Regions from separate parts of the Gossypium raimondii genome. Here region 2 is linked to region 1. A link is a contact called in public Hi-C data. All regions are on one chromosome and are shown on one strand. The core of a region is the stretch at or near the end of the contact, and the rest is flanking DNA. Distances in the headings are between cores, read along the strand shown. Region 1 holds the start of LOC105773782. Region 2 holds the start of LOC105773185 (ketol-acid reductoisomerase, chloroplastic).

Region 1 (6,661 bases), core at 1,094-3,593:
GTATTTTGCTTGTTGATCATCTGGGTTTTCCTTTTCTTTTAAATTTTCTGCTTCTGCATAATGATTATATGATTCTTTTATACATTTTTCTTATTTCAGATTATGAAATTCTTTTTCTTTGGCTTAAGTTTGTTATATATATATGTATATATATATATATTTCTATATATGTTCTCTGTTCTGGTTGTGAAGAAGACTTATTTCTCTTGGATTTGGACATGGACAGTCTCAGCTTGTTTATTGCTTGTCTCATTATATTCTGGGGTTAAATTTTGAAGTTGTGATGGTCAAATCTAGATTGATGCTTACAACTTTGAACAGTTGGGTTCACTCTTCCTCTTGAGTTCTTAAAATCTCTGAAGCAGTCCCTCTGTATTTGACTGTCTGTTAGACTTTTACCTACTTGAGATACTTAAACTGGGAATAAAATAGAATTCACTGCCTGTAAAATTTTCGAAGCTCTACGACCATTGGTTCCATTCAGTTCTAGATGTTGCAACTCGAAGCAAAAACTTCAATGCTTTTGACTGCTACACCACAACTTTGGGGACTTGTCTACATGTTCATTTTTTGCTTTTGTGATTTCAGCCTGTTTTTGCTGAAATTTTATTTGCTTTCGTGGACTTGAACTATGATCACAAGCATTGCTGGAAATATGATGTTGTAGCATGTTTCTGGGAAATTAAGTTTGGTCTAGTCGTTCCTTGTTTGTTCTTGGATGTCGAGTTTCACTAACGTAAGTCTTGAACCAGGGTATTCTGCAGTTAATGTAACACCCTAGTGGATTAAACCTGTTTCTGTGTCTGAAAAGTGAACTAAGTCATCCATGTTTCAATTCAATATGGATAGCAAATTTAAAGGCATAGTTTGGGTTGGTAACATTTATCAGAGGTTTGAAGCTTTGTGCTTGGAGATGGATGATATGGTCTGCCAGGTATTGTTTACCATTCATTCTTTTGCTCTTGTAAAGCTAGAATATGAACACTTTTACTGCTTCTATATGCGTAAATGAAGTTCGGTATTGGCACCTTTATTTTCTGTATCTTAATGAAATTTTCCAATGCTTCTAATATCTCATAATTTTGATGTTAGGAAACATTCCAATACGTTGAAGACCAGTTGCAGACTGTGGGAGCTAATGTTAGGCAATTCTGTACAGAACTAATGCAAGAAGTGCTCCCTTCATCTCCTACCAATTCGAAGGAAGAACTTAACTTGTCTCTATTGCAAAATGCTGCTGTCACAACCAATAAAGATTCAAACATAAATGTTAATAAAGATTGCATTCAGAAAGAACTGATCCATGTCAAATATATTAAAAATATACATTTAGGTTCATCTTCAGGGCAAAGCACAGAGAATGAGCGTGGCTTGGCTCAAGCATGGAAGAATGAAGCTCATGACACTGATTCTACTCTAGATGACGCCTTATTAGAATCATAGGGTAGGTATTCATTCTGTTGGTATGATATATCCATCTATCCTTTTTTTTTTTTTGTCTTTCTAAAATGGTCTCCGCATTAGATTAAAATAACCAGTTGCATTCGGTTGTGGAATCAAAGGATTAGTTAAAGTAATGAGATTAAATGATTTTGTTGCAGCTGTTCCGAAATTGGAACTAGAAACTGTTCCAGCTCCTGTTCCATCGCTTAATAAGGTGAAGCTTGAAGAAAGCTGGATTGTGGTGGACAGCAGTGAGCTTCATTCTCTTTCTAATGAATTACAAGAACGCCGATCATTCAAGGTAGGATACTCTCACCCTCCATCGTATATTTTGGTAAAAATTCAGGCGCCTCACGGATGTTTAGCTTGACATGAACAACCTCTTTCAGGAATGCTTAGTTGTTGTTTTGTGGGACAGGAGAAGTTTCAGGAGGCTTTTTCTTTGAAGTCAAGGTTATGGAAGCCTGATGATGAGCAGCATCGAAACAGTGTTGAGCAATCCAGTGAAAGCAACAAATCTGAGTGACAAGAAATGGGATTTTCCGAATCGGATTGGGAGATTATTTAAATAAAGTTAAAATGGATTTTAGAATAAGACGGGACATTTACATGGTTTGAAAAAATGGAGAGAACTAGGCAGTCTAGTAGGCATGATTTGATGGAGAGTTGTTGTCTAAATTGCAGTGTTTCCTTGTATTAATCATATAACGTTAGTATTAATTTCATCTTTTAATTACAAACAAAGCATTAATTAACGTGCAAAAACTCATTGGTTGTCTCCTGTTCTAATCGCGTATCCACCAAATTCCATGAACGGTCCGCAAAAGCTCGAAGGATTATATAATAAAAAATATATAATTTTTGTTCACAAAAAATAGGAAATAAAATAAAATATAAGTTTGATAGGAAATAAAATAAAGTATAAGTTTTATACTCCTTTTTGTTCACAAAAAATAGGAAATAAAATAAAATATAAAAGGTGAAAAGTTATTTACAGAAAAGGGAAAATATTGGAAATAGCGGGAATATGGCGGACACTTACAGTTTGATAGGAGGCTTTTACTCTAAACCCTCTCCCCCTCTGCCTCCTTTTTTTCTCAAAACCCCAAAATTACCCCTCCATTTTCCATCTAAATCCATGGCTGCCCACTTTCATTGCTCCTCTAACCCTCGACCTTCCCAGCCCTCCTTACTCGTTTTCTCAGGTACTCTTTTCTCCTCGCTTTGATTGATAAATATTTCAAATTTGATTAAAAAGTCCTAACGTGGATTCGTTTATGGTGGTTCTAGGTGGGACGGCATTTAATGGCGTTGTAGAAGAGCTTAAGAAGTTAACAGTTCGCGTTGCCCATGTTCTTCCTGTTTCTGATGATGGAGGAAGTACTGCCGAGATTGTTCGAGTTCTCGGTAAATATTTTACGCATTTCTAACGCGAAATCTTATATCATTAGTTTATCAATTATGAGAAGACAACTCTCAGTTGACATAGGAAACTTTAGTTGTTGAAGTTAAGTCTTGAAATAAACGAAAGAATTTTGCCTGCACTTGAATTGTTTAATCAGATGGCCTTTATTTTTATTAGATTGTGTCTTGGTTCTTATAATGATTTGGAAATTTCCTTTGATGTGAGATAAAATAATGTCGCTGAGTTGATAATATTTAGGTGGTCCTGCTGTTGGGGACATAAGGTCAAGATGTTTGAGATTGGCTGATGAAAGCACTTCCGAGGCTCTGGCTGTCCGAAGATTGCTTGGTCATCGTTTGCCTATAAATCCACAGCAAGCCAAGTCGGAATGGTAGTGTTTTCCCCTGATAATTTTACTGTAACACTTTCATTTCAGCACATTTGATTAAGTCATTTAGATGGTCTTTTCTCTCTTGTTCAGCTAGTTTTGGTTACTTGATTGCTGCAATTCTTTTTCGTTCATGCTATTTTCAACTCCATTTTGTTGATTTTTTTTTTCTACTCTTGTACACGGGCATCCATACATAAATAAATGCACTTATAAAGAGGCACTTGCATGCAAAGCTGCTTAAGAGTCACAGGATGATTCCAATAGAACATTACTTTTAAACTTCATTCTAAACCTACATATGGAAATTTCAGTACAAAATTGACAATTCTGTTTCTAGATTTATCTTATCCGGATTTCTTATTACTTACAAATATATAGGTTACTCAGTGTTAGAATTAACTGTCAATTATCCACTCTTAACTCCTATTGTTTTGGATGTTTGCTTTCTGAAATTTTCCATTTACTTTCTAGGTGGTAAATATGGTGGGAGTATTAAGTAACAGTGTGCTGAGTTGAGAATTTGACAGGTATAAAATTTTGGAAGGAGAACATTCACTATGGGAAGGTGTATCAAAACCATACAGGGAAACTATTCGAGCATTTCTGGCTTACTTTCAGAATGAGGTTGGGTTATGTTGTATATTGTCAATATCTGATTTCATACCATTTTTTCTATTCTTCCTTCTATCAAACAGAAATGCTTTTTTTGCTGTCTTTGCCAGATACAAGGGACATTTCTCTATCAAATAGTACTTAACTGATAATCACATTTTATGTGTCCTGTAATATGCTCCTAATCCAATTTTTATCACACAATGGTTGGAATGGAAATTAATATATGATATCCTTGAATACAGATTCTGAGAAGGCCTAATGAATCGTTCTGTTTCAGTAATGGAAGGTACTTTGTTTTGTTATACTTATGCTTTAGCAAGGTTTCTGTTTTCAGTTCATTGAAAGACTAGTTGCTCCTTCTGGAATTTCCATGCACTGTGAAGTATTCATGCACTGCGAAGCATTTGTTATTATTAAGTCTGATCATGGTAACTGGTATAGAATGTCATTTCTATGACTCTCGTCTTCATTTTAGGTTTTGAATTTGATTAACATTTAAGTACTACTTTATATTTGGTTCCGTATTTTCCTTTTGTTACACTAGAAGCTAGCTCATTCTTTATTTCTTTACTGTTATTTGTCTCTTCCTGGGCATGGTAATGTTGATTCGTTTCAAGAGTACTAGTTCTCATATATATATATATATATATATATATATATATGTAACTAGTATTTTGTAGACATTATTACAATCTCAGTGACAATTTTTTTTTTTTGGGGATTGCAGCATTGGGAATTTTTTCTTTGCAGGAGCACGTATATTTTTTCAGTCCTTAGATGCTGCAATTTTTTTGTTTTCACGTGTTTCAGATATTCCCGCAGAAAGTTTGGTCCTCCCAGTCATTTCGACCAATGACAGGCTCACTTTAGGATGTGAATTATGGGTACATATGACATATCTAGCAAATTATTTAAGTCCCACTGGACCCGTAGTTGGTAGTTCATTGACCAGATGTGATCTTATCTGATTTATTCTGGTATTATTGGCCAATTAGGTTTGATATGGGTCTCCATGACTGAATAACTTAAGAATGCATCCTTGATTGGGATGACATGTTAAAGAGTATTTGTCCATTTGAAGGATTAAAACCAATATATTTTTACTTGTCATATGCAGGATGGGACAATCATACGAGGCCAGAATGAAATTTCCCATCCAACCAACATCATTGGACCAGTAGATAAGGTTTGCCGAGTTTAGTTCATGATGAAAAGCCTGTGATGATGATAAAGTCATAATGGTGTGGATGAACTGTTGCATTCCAAATTTAACTTTCACAAATAAGACATGATAAGAAGACTGGCAATCAGTGCAATGCCTTGTTTCTTATATTCTCTTTGATTTTAAATCTCAAAGATGCTAGGGTTATAATGGTTGAAAAGTGAAAACCTGTTGACCTTGAGGCTAAAGCATGTTTTATCACTGTGTGTGCTTTGGACTTTGTGGGATGGAGTGGAGAGGGAGGACTAAGGGAAGTTTGGAGTTCTTAATGCTGTTCTGTATCTGGCATGAGAAGTGAAACCAGAAATATTGTCTGATCTGGATTTATGATTACATAATTCAGTTTTACTTGAGATGAACGTTAGTTGTTTCTGAATGAGGAAAATTTCTGCTAATGATGGTAAATTTTGACACTTGTTAGTTCATGCTTTGAAAGCGGTCATGCACCACCTTCAAACTGAAACCAATGTTCCATTAATAAACGGTTAATGTGTAAGTTTTCTACTGAGCTTTTGGTTAAGTTTCAGATTCATCAATTGCTAATTCTACATATAGGGAAGATCATCAGTTCCAGCTCTTCCTTCAAGAATAAAAAGGGTATTCTACATGTCAAGTGAGGGAACAAATTCACTGCATGAGGTAAATGATAGACCTTTTAGTTTATGCTTCTTTTTACATGGAATAAGATAAGGTCCCCCCCCCACCAATTCATGGCCTTCCCGTGTCCCTACTATAACTTTGCCAACTTTTACGTTGCATAGATTTTAATATCCACCGTTAAACTTGCAAATTTATTTTTCTCAAAACATGATTTCAAATTCTACTGGACCAGGTCTTTCCAACTGTAAACCAAGCTGTTCTGGATCAGTTGTCAAATGTGGACTGTATAGTTTATGCTATGGGGTCTCTCTTCACTTCCCTATGCCCATCATTGGTAACATTTTTCAATTATTTAATATCTAACAAGGACATCTACTTACCTTTTTAATATGCAATAGACTTTTATACATGCAAAGACATACACATCCAACTGTAACTTACATAAGTTCTTGAATGTACAAAAACAAAACATGTGATTCAAAGTTGCCACATGATTCAGCTGCTGCTAAAGATACTGATAAATTTGTTGGTGCCTTCTGTCTTTTATTAAACATTGTCACCGTTATTATGGAAACAATTAGTGAATGACGCTATTGTCATTAGGGGAAATTCAAGTGGGATTTGTTGCCCTTTAGCAACATTTTTATTACATTTTCATGTGGGAACATTAAATGGGCAGATGTCTCTTTTCCTGTCTAAATTTTATTGGCATGTCAAATAAGGAAGAAAACAACTTTTTCAATGGGATATCAGGTGCCACATTGACTGAATGTTTTGTTACAGGTTAGAATATTGAAGATATTCATCTGAACTTTTGCTTTTATCTGTTTCATTAGCAAACATTTTGTAGTTATTTTATTTCTTGAGAAATTTCTGACCTAAATCAATATCTTTTGACCTTTTTTTGAACTGTTAGTATATCGTTTGTCATTCTTTATAACTTACCTGTAGGTCTTACTCGGCATTGGGGAGATAATTTCTTCTA
Region 2 (7,629 bases), core at 2,509-5,008, 140 kb before region 1:
TTGTATATAATTCTGTTATTAACGTTGGTTATATGCTGCGTTTTATGTTTTAAGCTTTAGTCATACGGTGCATATAGAACAAGTTTTATATACGCTGCGTTTTAAGGTTTGTAATCTGCTGCGTTTTATTATCGAGGGCTACGATTCTCTGAACCTAAAAACATTGTATGCAGTAGGGAATCGTTTAGGCCTGTTATGGAATGAAATTTTTGCTATTTTTCTCTTCTTTTCCTACTCTCTCAATCTGTCAAGGTCGCCACCATATCAAACAAGCATGATTTTCTTTTATTCAGAGTATTGCTAAACCTACGCACAAAGGCTGCCAATACCGCATTTTGGCATTAAGTTTTACTGAGCCACCAAATTCATAAAATTAATCAAATACTGAACAGGCTAGGCCAAGCATACCATTTGCAGATAAGCAACTCATGAATCTTAAGTTCACCTTACATAATTCTTTTAAACCAAACATAAACTAACAGGTCATAGAAACTTATCCTCCTCTTAAACCAAACACAAACTAAGACAGCCATAAAAACTTATCCTCCTCTTCACATGTAGCAAAACTAAAATAAGATTTACTGCAAAACAGCCTCGTCCATGAGAAAATATTCTCTTCCAGTCTAACTAGACTGGCGCAATTCAGGACGAACAAAATCTGCATCTGGGGGCACTGATATATCAACAGTAGGTCTTAGCTTTGCACAGACTTCGATAGCTTCATGAACAGGATCAGATAAGAAGTTGCTTATCAGGTCCTGGTTGATGGGAGCACCTGAATCCACTGCTACGAATGCTTGTTGAGTAAGGTTGTAATCAAAACGTGGAGCCCATTTTCTTGATCCCAATCGTGCGGTTGTGGAACAGTTATCAACCATGAAAGAAACTCCTCGAGCATGCATGAAGGGGTTCAAGGAATCAACAGCTTCAATCAAACTCTCATTGATGATTTCTGAGTACGAGTGGCCCTTCTTTCTCAAGACCTCGATCTGATTTTAAATGTTACGAATGATAAGAAGAGAAGGAAAACAAAGCAAAATTCTTCAAGTGATTTAATTTGCCACAAAGCCCAGTAGTACATTTAATTATTATTGTCCAAAATTTAAAATGAATTTGATTACCTGTGCCATCATTAGCGCCACAAAAACCCCAGAAGTGAAAGGGCACAGTGGACCTAAATCATCTTTCGCTCTAGTTGCTCGGACACGCTCACCAACTTTCCACATCCGTGTCTGATCAATTTTACCCATAGGGAAGGCAGGTAGACCCTCCTTTTCCTGTAAACAATTCTTAGTCAGCCATCAAGCAAGATTTTTCTTCGCTGAGAACCAACTTTAAGCAATGAATGATTCATGGAATAAGGATCTATAACAAGCAAACTGACAAAAACAGAGTGTCATAAACATACATAAAACCGACGCCCAGCCAAAACAACACTGCAAATCTCGCTTCCACTTGCAACATCTTCGTAACACTCATATAGGATTTCCATGCAAGGATAATATGAGGCACTGTAAGCGGCCTCAAATCGCTTTTTGCCTTCCTCGGACAATGAGTTGTATACAGCTAGCATACCCTATGGAAACAAACACAGAAATTGGCCACAACAGGGATCCGTAAGTAAGAATTCCAAAGGGAGGAGAGAGCATAGCAAGCAACATGGATCACCTTTGTTGAAATGGTCTTTGACACAATTCCTGTTATGCACTCAACAGTGTTTTTGTAAGCCAATTCTTCACTCATTCCATCCTCCACATACCTTCTAAACAAGCATTCAACAACCCCATGAACAGCACCTAGCAAGATGCCTGCAGAAAGAAGAAACAACAACACGCTTTAGGCATTAATTTTTTTTAAACAAAAGATGAAAAGCAAGCATGGTTGACAAAATAACACAAACAACTCAGCTCACCTCTCTCCCCAAAAATGTCACTTTTGTATTCCTGCTCTAATGTGGTGGCGAATGTAAAAGGAGAACCAAGGGCAACCGACCATCCCAAGGCCACATCTGTAGCTCTACCATCAACATCCTGCTCCAAATTAGACATTGTCATTTAAGCATGCTTTTTTGAAAAGGTTTAGTTTTGACATTCATTCAGACTAAGTTGAATATATGATCATGAGATAATCAACCTGATGGACAGCAAAACTAGCATTAATTCCAGCGCCATTTATCTCTTTTCCCTGAACATAAAGCCTCCTCACAGAAGGTCCCATTCCCTTCGGGCAGACAGCAATTACACTGATGTTCTTAGGAAAATCAAGCCCCAACGATTGTAAATGGCCAAGAAGAAATCCATGGGAAAGCCCAAGGATGCTATTTGGCTTCATGTGGGAGAAGACCTTTTCATAATTATCCGCCTAGATAACATAATTCAGAAAATAAAGCTTCATAAGAACAAACCAAAAAGTGCAGAGAGCTTATGAACCATAGTGCATTAAGTCTTAAGCATTACAAGCCATCACAAATCAGTCTAATAGACTTGGAAACATTTTTCATGTGAGTCATATATTGGTTGGCATCAGAAAGATGTCTGCTATGGGCATGCAGCTTATACAATCAGCCAATGCTAACCATAACCAATAGCCAATCTTTTAAAACGCAGAAATAGAAAACATGAGGAGCTTAGCAACCTGTGCAGAATCAGAGATCAACAATAACACGAGATCACTTCCAGCAACAGTTTCCCATATGTCCCCCAGAGTTCCGTTCTCTTCAGTAAATCCTGCAGCACGGGCTTCAGCAAAGGAGCGAGAGCCTTTCCTCAACCCAATCTGTAATCATCATCAAGTAACAGTACATTTAGTCAAATCAATGAATGCAAAATAGAATACAGTGAGTACGATTTTCTTTCTTCTTCGTAAACAAGGACAAGAGAATTCGAGCTTGCCTTCACAACAACATCAGATTTTGCCTCTGCAAGAGAATCCCTCAGATTCTGTGCTTGAGCTGGCCCCTAAAACCATATTTTAAACCACATTTTAGTTAAGGGAATGTAATATTCGGATATACGATTAATGAACATTTGCAAAATAAAAACTTGAAAGACTTTCGTGGTCAATGAAAACTGAAAAGCATGCTTTTGATCTTCATAATTATGAAATGGTGGGGAAAAAGGTTTCCCTTTTGCTTTTATTTACAGGGAAAAAGAAAAGGAGAAATGTTGTAAATTAATAACCTGAGAACCCCAACCAATAACACCAATCTGTTTGATTCCCTCAAAAGCATCATCCAATAAAGGGAATAAATGCTGTCCTCCTCTCACAATGTACTGCCAAATACCCAAATCAATCAATATATATGAAATTAATCAGCAAACGGAACTGAAAAGCAAATGCAAAAGAAGAAGAAGAAGAAGAAGGAGAAGAAGAAATGAAATGACTTAATTAGGGGGTCAGTTAACCTCTTCGTGACCAGCAAGAGAGATCTTTTCTTTCTGGAAAACGGAGGTATGGAAGTCAAGCGATGTCGTCTCAGAAACTGGCGAAGGGACTGTCCCCATCTTGGCGACGATGGCGTTGGTCTTTGTAGAGACATGATGAGCTATCAGTGATTTTGGAATCGGCGAATACCGTGAGGACGATGATGATGTAAAGCGTGGTTTGAGGACGGTTGATTTGGTCGATGAAGATATCGACGGTGTAGAAAGGAGTGCGGCTTTAAAGGAAGTGGTTGTAGTGGTGGCGGCCATTGCTGAAAGACGAAAGCTGGTGTGAGAGACGGTTTCGAACAGGACTTAGGTTTATGTGCTAAGCACCAACTTTGGCTTTTTTATAAGGGGGTGAAATGGTTGGTGAGGTTTTTGTTTTTTTCGAAGTGCATAATATGGGTTGGTGTTTTTTTTCTTTTTCATTTTAATTTAAATGGAAAATTGTTTCTGCACTATTTGTTACAAATATGACAAGTATTTTATATGATAAAAATATTAAATATAGAAAAATATTTGATACAATATTTTTAAACTTGATAAATAAATAAAAATGATAAATGTTTTATAAGGTATAACAAAATATTAAATAAATAAAATGAGACATATTACAATTTTTAATTTTATTTATGAATTAAAAAAGTACACAATCAAGGTGCTAAATGCTTTAAATATATAAATAAATCTGGCATTTTCACACCCTTAATTTATTTATGGAGACAAAAAAATCGTTAAGCGGTATATTAAATAATTATCTAATGTATATTAACTTATTTATTTGAAAAATAGTTTTTTAAGTTCACAAAAAACAATATAATTATAGTACAATTAGAAATACATGTGCGAACAATTATAGAATAGAACCAAGCTAATATAAAGTACAAATTTACAATGAACTAAGGCTCCGTTTGCTTGGCATGAAAATATTTTCCGGAAAAGCTTTTCAACCTTTTCCAGTGTTTCTTTGGCTGAAAATAATTTCCTAACATAAAATGAATTACAAAACACGGGAGATGAGGCCTTTAATTTAGGAAAATGTCTTACCGTTTTTATTTCGGTAAGCATTTTCAGGAAAAAAACAGGCAAGAACTCTCAACACCCCGATCTTCCCTTCCCCTTCCCCTTCCCCTATTCTTAACACCCCGATCTTCTGCTTGCCATCATCCAACAATGATTCTCAACACCAGACGCTGGCGTTCATCTTTGATTTTCCTCATCTTCGCCTTTCGTTGTCAAAATCTGCACTGCACCACCAGTTGGCATATATACTTGGAGTCGCCCTCCCCATCTGCATCCATCTTTTCCGTTTCACTGAAAATTAAACCCTAGAATTTTGATTTGAATCGCTCCGAGACAGCCAAGGTGATAACCTTAACTCGTTTTACTCTTCTTTTTTTTTTTGTTCTTTTTAACTTGGTTTAGATTTGGATTTTGACTTAAATTAGGCGTCGTTCACTTCAAAAGGCTCACTTAATCTGTTTTAATTCTTCTTTGATTCTTTTTGTTGTTTTAATTTGGTGTGAATTTGATTCGGAATTGAAGTTGTATTCCTTTTTTTTTCAGTGTTTGTGTGGTTGTTATTATAGATTATAGATTTGAGAAAACCTTTTTGTTGTGGTTAGTACTACCTGATACAAGATTTAATGAAGAAATTTCAGTTTAGGTCTTTTACTAATTGCAGTTAGCTTTGAAATTAGAAATGCTAGTTGCTTAAATTAATTTGGTGACTTATCAAATCAAAATTCACATATGACAGTTACACATGATGGCAACTTTTACTAATAATGCCAAGATATTATTAGCCTATATTAATTAATTATGATAATTATATATTAACTAATTATGGTGAATTTATATTATGAAAATTAATTAAAATAAATATAATAACTAATTATAGTGAATTTGCATTAGTTATGATAAATGTATTAACTATTTGTGATTATATTAACTGATTATGGTAAATATATATATTATGATAAATATGCAAATTAATTATTGTGCATCTTCTCAATGACTTGTATAAATTATGGAGTAAACTACTTAAATAGTCACTTTTGTTTCCCTCAGGTTACATTTTAGTCACTTATGTTTCAAATGTTACGTTTTAGTCACTTATGTTAACGTGTTGTAACATTTTAGGCACTGAGCCATTAATTGCCATTAACAATGTAACGGTAAGCTGATGTGGCACGTTAAATCATCATTTCAAACAAAAATTTTAGGTTAAATTATACAATTGGTCCCCATATTTTTTTTCGTTTTGAGCAATTTAATTTTTTTTCTTTTACGTTAAAAGAGATGGAGAAGAGAGGAAAATAGATGGAGAAGCATAAAAGAAAGGAAAATGAAGAAAAAAAAGGGAAAGTTGAAAGAACATAAAAGAAAAAAAACTGCTCAAAACGAAAAAAATATGGTGACCAATTGTATAATTTAACCTAAATTTTTTGTTTGAAATGATGATTTAACGTGTCACATCAGCTTATCGTTACACCGCTAATGAAAATTTACGGCTCAGTGACTAAAATGTTACAATATGTTAATGTAAGTGACTAAAACGTAACATTTCAAACATAAGTGACTAAAACGTAACCTAAGAGAAACAAAAGTGACTATTTTAATATTTTACCCTAATTTAATTATGGTAAATATTATGACTAATAGTGTGTCTCAATTAATATTTTAATATTATAATTGATGGGTGTCGATAAATGAAGGCTGCCACTAGAGATCAAAAGTTCTTTTTAAATTTCTAATTTTTTTATTATTTTAATAAGTGTTAGGATTTAATTTAAGTTTATTTTAAATATTAAATTTTTTCTTAATTTATATTATAATAATATAAACTATTAAAATTTAAATATTACAAAATATGATATTACTAAAACATTACAAATTTTATAATAAATAAGTATAATATATTAAAATTGATAAATATAATTTAACATGTACATTACACGAAATAAAAAAATTAGTATATAAACTAAATTAGAATATTGAAGTAAAGAAGGAAACAATTAACATTATATGGTAATTAAAGATCAATTAACATTATATGATAAAATGTTGCAACAAAATAGTTTATATCTATTTTCTAGGGTTTTTTGAAATTAATTTTTTTAGAGGGGAGTGATGAATAGAACGCTTCTTACGGTGGATTTCGCAGTGAGGGCTAATAACTCGGGTTCGACTAGTGGTATCGAAAGGGTGTGGTGGGTGTGGTGGTCAGAAATCGTTCAATGCTCTACGGGGTCGTGGGGGTCAGTTCAAATCTTCCGGGAATACTTGAGTACCCTTAGCAGAATTTATGGAGGCGGTTGTGAAACTTCTATCGATCCAAGTCTCTAATGAAGTAGCGGAGGTTGCTCTAGAAGTAACATATTTGATTGTGGAAGGGTTAATTGTCTCATGAGAGTAAAAATATGTTTTTTCCTTTTTCTTATTTATTTATTTATGAATTTAAGATTTTTCTTGGAATTGCTAGGGTTGTGCTAACATTAAATTCCCTCGATTTTTTCATGAATATAATATGGAATATAAGCCAGATATTATTGGTTTGCTTGAGCCAAGAGTGAGTGGTACCAAAGCAGACACTATTATCACTAGATTAGGTTTTCAGTAATCACACCGTGTGGAGGCGGTTGGATATTCTAGAGGTATTTGGCTAGGGTGGAAAGATTCAATCCGAGTTGAAATGGTTCATAATCACCTTCAGTTTATTCTCACTTGAGTTTGGCCTCTAGCGTCCTCAAAACCAATTTTAATTTCTTCCGTGTATGGGAGTCCTAATTGTTAGAAGTGTCAGGATCTTTGAAGGTATTTGTGTTCGTCAATTTCATAAAGTCATACTCCATGGGTTGTTATTGGTGATTATAACTCAGTCCTCTCCCCTATTGAGAAAAAAATGGCTTTTCTAACGGAAGGAGATGTCCCCATTTTGGTGATTTTGTATATATGGTGGAGCTTCACAATTTAGGCTTCGAAGGCCCTCTCTTTACGTGGCACAGGGATGGCCTTTTTGAGAGGTTAGATCGCGTGTTGGGTAAGGAAGCTTGGGTCCATAATTTTCTAACTTGTTCGATTACTCACCTTCCAAAGATCAAGTCTGATCATAGACCCCTTCGCCTCTCCCATTTCCCGGAGGTTACCTTGTCTAGAGGTCATCCCTTTCGGTTTATTACTTACCTTCCAAAGATCAAGTCTG

What was found. A called contact is a pair of places that touch in the nucleus more often than the background predicts.
Region 2: a contact with region 1 is called in a Hi-C map of leaf, with 2.0 times the contacts expected there. The contact joins the promoter of LOC105773185 here to the promoter of LOC105773782 in region 1. A contact is called at or near these places in 2 of 2 Hi-C or Micro-C datasets (both in leaf).

The regions. Positions count from the first base shown.
Region 1 is chr6:43,173,041-43,179,701 of ASM2569854v1, reverse strand. LOC105773782 reads left to right here and starts at 2,343. Exons shown (of 12, transcript XM_052632310.1): 1 at 2,343-2,648; 2 at 2,734-2,850; 3 at 3,107-3,239; 4 at 3,767-3,863; 5 at 4,097-4,140; 6 at 4,582-4,738; 7 at 4,972-5,040; 8 at 5,632-5,715; 9 at 5,909-6,010. The coding sequence starts at 2,471. It overlaps LOC105774422 (U-box domain-containing protein 7), which reads left to right. Exons shown (of 5, transcript XM_052632312.1): 2 at 1-934; 3 at 1,093-1,444; 4 at 1,602-1,744; 5 at 1,833-2,198.
Region 2 is chr6:43,310,666-43,318,294 of ASM2569854v1, reverse strand. It overlaps LOC105773185 (ketol-acid reductoisomerase, chloroplastic), which reads right to left and starts at 3,758. Exons shown (of 10, transcript XM_012594887.2): 1 at 3,405-3,758; 2 at 3,180-3,272; 3 at 2,892-2,957; 4 at 2,635-2,775; 5 at 2,134-2,361; 6 at 1,913-2,030; 7 at 1,669-1,808; 8 at 1,409-1,576; 9 at 1,122-1,277; 10 at 383-989. The coding sequence starts at 3,692. The coding sequence ends at 624.